Regions from separate parts of the Ovis aries genome. Here region 2 is linked to region 1. Evidence: chromatin contacts called from public Hi-C data. All regions are on one chromosome and are shown on one strand. Each heading gives the region's core, a stretch centred on a gene start, on an enhancer-like site or on the middle of the called end of the contact. The rest is flanking DNA. Distances are from core to core; before and after follow the strand shown.

The links. A called contact is a pair of places that touch in the nucleus more often than the background predicts.
Region 2: a contact with region 1 is called in a Hi-C map of omental adipose tissue, with 2.1 times the contacts expected there. The contact joins two enhancer-like sites. A contact is called at or near these places in 7 of 16 Hi-C or Micro-C datasets (hypothalamus, mixed tissues, muscle and 3 more).

Annotation. Positions count from the first base shown.
Region 1 is chr26:23,444,629-23,447,652 of ARS-UI_Ramb_v3.0, reverse strand. It overlaps LONRF1 (LON peptidase N-terminal domain and ring finger 1), which reads right to left. Exons shown (of 13, transcript XR_006058186.2): 13 at 1-1,487. Among named protein-coding and RNA genes, the nearest start is that of LONRF1, 53 kb to the right of the region's middle. Within about 2 kb of position 1,347, at least 6 of the 54 cell types and tissues checked have an H3K27ac peak or open chromatin away from gene starts, as enhancers often do.
Region 2 is chr26:23,862,370-23,865,370 of ARS-UI_Ramb_v3.0, reverse strand. No RefSeq gene overlaps it. Among named protein-coding and RNA genes, the nearest start is that of CLDN23, 18 kb to the left of the region's middle. Within about 2 kb of position 1,735, at least 3 of the 54 cell types and tissues checked have an H3K27ac peak or open chromatin away from gene starts, as enhancers often do.

The DNA.
Region 1 (3,024 bases), core at 98-2,597:
CCTGTGCTATACAGTAGGACCTTGCTGGTTATCCATTTTAAATATAGCAGTGTTTACGTGTTTATCCCAAACTCTGTAACTATCCTTTCCCCCCGTCAGTGTTCATTCTCCAAGTCCATGAGTCTATTTTCTGTTTTTCAGAAATCATTTCTTTTTAGATTCTGCAATTAAGGGATGTTGTGTGACATTTCTCTTTGTCTGACTTACTTCACTCAGTATGACAATCTCTCGGTCCGTCCATGTTGCTGCAAATGCGATTATTTCACTCTTTTTAATGGCCGAGCAACATTCCACTGTGTCTAGGTATCACGTCTTTACCCTTTCCTCTGTTGATGGACATTCAGGTTGCTCCTCTGACTTGGCAACTGTAAACAGTGCCTCAGTGAACACTGGGGTACATGTGTCGTTTTGAACTAATGGTTTTCTCAGTATATGCCCAGGAGTGGGATTACGGGTCCATATGATAGTTCTACTCTTAGGTTTTTAAGGAACCTCCCAACTGTTGTCCACAGTGGCTGCATCAGTTTACATTCCCGCCAGCAGTGCAAGACAGTTCCCTGTTCTCCACAGTGGGAGGAGGATTTTCTTGTCCGTGTCTCTCGCTTTCACTGGCTCTTCTGAATGGATCTTCCAATAGATGCTTCTAGAGTCTTCAAAGCACAATTATTTTGAGTCTCATCTGTTGATTCATCTTTAAGTCCCTTCCTTTCTTCATTTCTGGCAATTTTACCTACAAATTTCCCAACTCTAGTTACTAGAATCAACTGTGTCTAAAAGAAGTTTTCAGCCAGTTTCAAACCCACTTCCACATGGCTTTTGCATCAGAATTCTTGTTGTCAGTCTGAACTGAATGTATTAATGTCCTGAGATTGTGGTACAAAGCATCACGAACTGAGTGGCTTTAAACAATAGAAATCTATCCTCTACATACTAAACCAACAGAGCCATCTTCAGAGTTCATGATGGAGTGGGGCATCTCCACCGAGGGGGCCCAGGATAAGAGAGAAACCCCCTTATTCACCAGGCAGGTAAGGTAAGCCTGGTGAGGTTACCTGAGCCTTTTCAGGTAAGCCTGAAAAGTCATCCACTGATATGAACCCAGGCAGCTGGGAAAGCATAAACCACCAACACAAACAAAAGGCCTCCAGCAAACTGTTTTTTGTTAAAAATTAACAATTGTTAAGTAGAGCCTCGGGTACTGAGTTGAAGGATGAGCCATAATTTGAGAGACGAAAAGGGAAAGTGAACCAGAGAAGGTTATTACTCACAGGTCCTGGCGGAGGTCCATGGCAGCCTCCGGGGGCCACGCAGAGCGGCTGAGGCGGGAGCAGGCAGAGCGCCAGCTGCAGAGGACCGGGGGCGCGTGCCATTATTAGGGTCCACAGGCGCAGTGCTTTGCAGGCCCTGGGCTAAGGCACAGTTCATTCAAACCATAAACAGCAAGGTTTAAGTAAGCTCCAGGGGCTCTTGGGCACAAGTGGAGAAAGCTAGGAGGCAGGAGAGACTTTATCAGCAGTCATGTCAGGAACTTGTGACTCCAAATTGCTGTGCAGAGCACACGCTCGTGGTTCAAGGCCCCTGCTGGCCCCTTAGTCACACAAGAGGATGCCAATACTCCAAGTATTACGGAATAGCTTAGTGAACCCCTCAACACAAACCAATGCCCAAACTTGAAGACATATCAAAGCAAATGATCTCAACTGAAACACAAAGAGGAAAGAAAGGGAAGCACAACAGAGCCTCAAAGATCTATGAAAGAATATCAGTGGGCTAACATGCAAGTAATTATAAAAAAAGGGAAAAGAAAAATGCACATATGGAAAGATGCACGTGTGTATATATATGTGTGCACTGATTGCACCGTTTGATAACTTTACAATGAAATACTAATTCTGAAACTCTGAATAGAATTCAACTATTTTTCATACTGAGAGAACAAGGAAGTTATTAAAAAATTGGAGTGCCCAGGTAAGAATCTAGCTTACTTAAAAGAAGAACAGAAATTGGATTTGCATTAGGTTTTCAGCAGCAACATACATGCCTGGGCTTAGAATGGGCTCTAGTATTTCAGAGGAACCCAATCAAAGGCTGCACACTGAGAGACCTGGTTATCGCCATGTCTATTTTCACTTGGCCCTTAACCACCCTGTCTTGGGCTTCAACATTTGAATACAAGAGGTAATTCCAGAGTCTCCTCTAGCTCTACTGATGTGGAAACATTCCTGGAACTAGAAGTATGTTTTTCTTTCACTCACTGGCTTGCCCAAGGAGTTACTGCCACCTTTCACCTTGTCATTTTTTCTTTGTTGTCCTTGCTTAGATGTGTTCTAGCATGTTAGGCTGTTCCGTGATTTGTTTCTGTAGGTTGCCACACTGCTACTTCTCTGTCTTCATATTCAGTTTGTTAGTGATGATAAAACTGAATTCAGGAATCTCACATGCACACTCCTTCCTTCCTCCTTTCTTTCACTTTCTGGAAGGGTCCATAGCCTTATGTTGGCTAATTTCAGTGACTGGCTTACAGTTAGATCAAATGGATTAAGATTTGGGAACCACTGAATGTGTGCGGGTGTGTTAGTTGCTTAGTCATGTCCGACTCTTTGCAACTCCACAGACCGTAGCCCACCAGGCCCCTCCGTCCATGGGATTCTCCAGGCAAGAACCCTGGAGTGGGTTGCCATTTCCTTCTCCAATGCATGACAGTGAGAAGTGAAAGTGAAGTCGCTCAGTCATGTCTGACTCTTTGCAACCCCATGACTGTAGCCTAGCAGGTTCCTCCATCCATGGAATCATTGAATACTTAGCAACAAAGGCATTTCAAAGAATAGAGATGATAAACATGGGGTACATAAGTATATGAGATTTTTCTAGTGCTCTGAGTTTTTAATTTGGGTCTCTGCTACTTGGAACAAGGTGGGATAAGAAGACCCCACAGTCTGACATTGGGTTGAAGATTGTTTTTCTGTAGCTAAGTTGTGTCTGACTCTTTGAGACCCCATGGACTGCAATATGCCAGGATTCCCT
Region 2 (3,001 bases), core at 486-2,985, 420 kb before region 1:
AGCGCTACGACACTGTTAAGGCAGTTCTGAATGAGATCGCATGCCTGCTGAGGTGTGCGGTCTTCATTCTTCAGGAAACCGAGGTATCAGCAGTTTTTAAAGCAAGGCAATATCATGTTCTGGTCTGTTTTTGAGTCATCACTCTGGAGTAGAACAGAGAACTGGGAGAGGTGGGGTGAGATAAGAGGCTATTCATTGTAATCCTTCAAGTGAAACATTTTAGATTTAGAGGCAATTATGTGGCACTTTTATCCCCGTAATGAAAAACCACTTTCTAAAAAATGTTATCATTCAGAGAGAGGAATTTCAAATTATAGGTAAAGCTAAAGATGTTAGTAAATTTTAGGAACTATTCTGCCTACTATAAAATTGAGATTATGTATCTTTATGGTGTCTTCCATAAGGAATTGTGGTACTGGAGAAGACTCTTGAAAGTCCCTTGGACTGCAAGGAGATCAAATCAGTCAATCCTAAAGGAAATCAACCCTGCATTTCATTTGAAGGACTGATGCTGAAGCTTCAGTACTTTGGCCACCTAATGCGAAGAGCCAAATCACTGGAAAAGATCCTGATGATGGGAAAGATTGAAGGCAAAAGGAGAAGAGGGCGGCAGAGGATGAGATGATTAGATAGCATCACCGACTCAATGGACATGAATTTGAGCCAACTCTGAGAGATAGTGGAGGACAGAAGAGCTTGGCGTGCTGCAGTCCTTGGGGTCACAAAGAGTCAGACAGGACTTAGAGACAGAACACCACCACCAAGCAATAAAGAGACAACGGCGGCTGCCGTTTGTCTGATGCCTACAGTGTACCAGGCAAGGTGCAAAATACTCAGCTCACAACAACTCATTTTACCCTTTTGTGACAGGATGTGAAACATGACTTTTCCTGTGTTCTCCATATGCTTGGCAGATGCCTCAAAGCTAGAGAACAATAAAAGCCAGACTATCTCTGCAGAACAAGTTCCGCCACCATAATCCATCAACCACCTCCAAGTTACACAAGGGAAAAAATTCACTAAGACTTTCTAGGAGAGGGTATTCCTTTAGAGACCACCGTGCCCACCTCCCAAAGCCCCATATCCAAGCTGGACTCTACATGGAAATGGCAGAGGCCAGCTCCATTCTTTCTCAACACTGGGTTGTGACACTTTTCTTTAGTGCTGTTCTTCCTGTCTCTGGATGGATTTCTGAGTCACAGCATTCCTCGTCCTTTTCAGATATTACACAGACCGAGAGCAAAATGATACCCACACACTTAACTCACAGCATTTCCCCTCCCCAGGTCTGTCCCCTCTGCTCCGTTCCCCCTACTCACCATGCCCATTTGGGATTCAAGGGAAAAGCCAGAAAAGTTGAGGGGCCATACGTGTTGGATCTGACTCGGACAGTTATAATCTGCCCCCTTAAGTGTGGCAGATGGCCAAACACTGGCTGCTTATCCCCAGGAGCCTTTTTGTGGGGATCTTGAAAACCCCACTGAGCACAGCCAACCCTCATTCCATGCTTGCCCCCACTGACTGCTACCCACCTGACTTCCTGCAGGTCAGGACCGCTGCCATCTGCCCGCTTCATCCCAGGTGGTCTTGTCAGGCAAAGATATGAGCTCCCAACTACCTTTTCACTGATCCCAGTAAATGTAAAGCTTGTCAAGAGCTGGAAAAAAACCTGGAAAACACCTGTCAAGGCCCAGGATGACAGATCTGCAGTATATATCAGCTGATCTCTGGTTCCACCTACTGGAATAAAGTGGTACTTGACTCTCTTAAAAGTTCAGCTATCACTGCTGTCTTCAGATCCAACTGTTATTGGTAAAAGGGGTGGCGTTTTAGTGTGTGTTTATAGTCTATGGGGTCGCAAAGAGTGGGACACGACTGAGCGACTTTACTTACTTACTATATTTGTTATTAATATAAACACACCTTGTATTAATGAGAATTTAGTTAGGTTAACTCTAGAATGTGTCCCACCTGAGTGCTATAGGAAAGTGAGGAACTGGCTTGCAATAGTCTCCTCAGGTTACACCAGTGAGTTTTACTGCTTGCATTGTTAGAAACTAATTCCTGCTACACATCATCCAGAACACAGGACTCGCAATGGCTCCTGCCAGACCACCTGACGGGACATTAGGGTGTTTATGTGGCATGACTGGGGGTCCTCTGGCTTCACCCACCTGGTCGGAGACCTGGAGGCTGTTGCTTTTCTTACATCCATGATCGTCCTCTCCTGTGTGAAGCTTCCCTTGGCTTCACTTTGCACAGCAGCACGACAGCCTTTTTTACAAAACTTCTTTATTCCCCGTTATCCTTCCACTTGTCAGCAGGTGTCAGTAAATCTCAGGGAGTAAAATGCACCCCACTCCAGTACTCTTGCCTGGAAAATCCCATGGATGGAGGAGCCTGGTAGGCTGCAGTCCATGGGGTCGCTAAGAGTTGGACATGACTGAGCGACTTCCCTTTCACTTATCACTTTCATGCATTGGAGAAGGAAATGGCAACCCACTCCAGTGTTCTTGCCTGGAGAATCCCAGGGAAGGGGAAGCCTTTGGGGCTGCCGTCTATGGGGTCGCACAGAGTCGGACACAACTGAAGTGACTTAGCTGCAGCAAAATGCGCTGTCAGATGTGGCCTTTTGTCACTAAACTGGGGATGGGGGAGAGGGATAAAGACAGCAGATGGTGATTTATAAACTATAAACCAGAGTGCCTATATCAGAGTTTGCTAAGGCTTCCTTGAAACAGGCGGAGTATCATTCTTCAGAAATCCCTTTGGGTTCAAAATACAGGGTACGTTTTTCGGGGGCTCTGTCACTTTGGGTTCTTAAGTTGCGTACACTTTCCAGGCCACGGCTTACTCAGCTGTGAAAATGAGAACAAAGCCTTAACCTGCCTTTCAGGATGAAGTACCACAGGATGCGTGAGCTTCTTTTTAAAGTCAACTGTAGGGAATTCTCTGGCTGTCCTGTAGTTAGGACTCTGAGCTTCCCCTGTAGGGGCCTGGG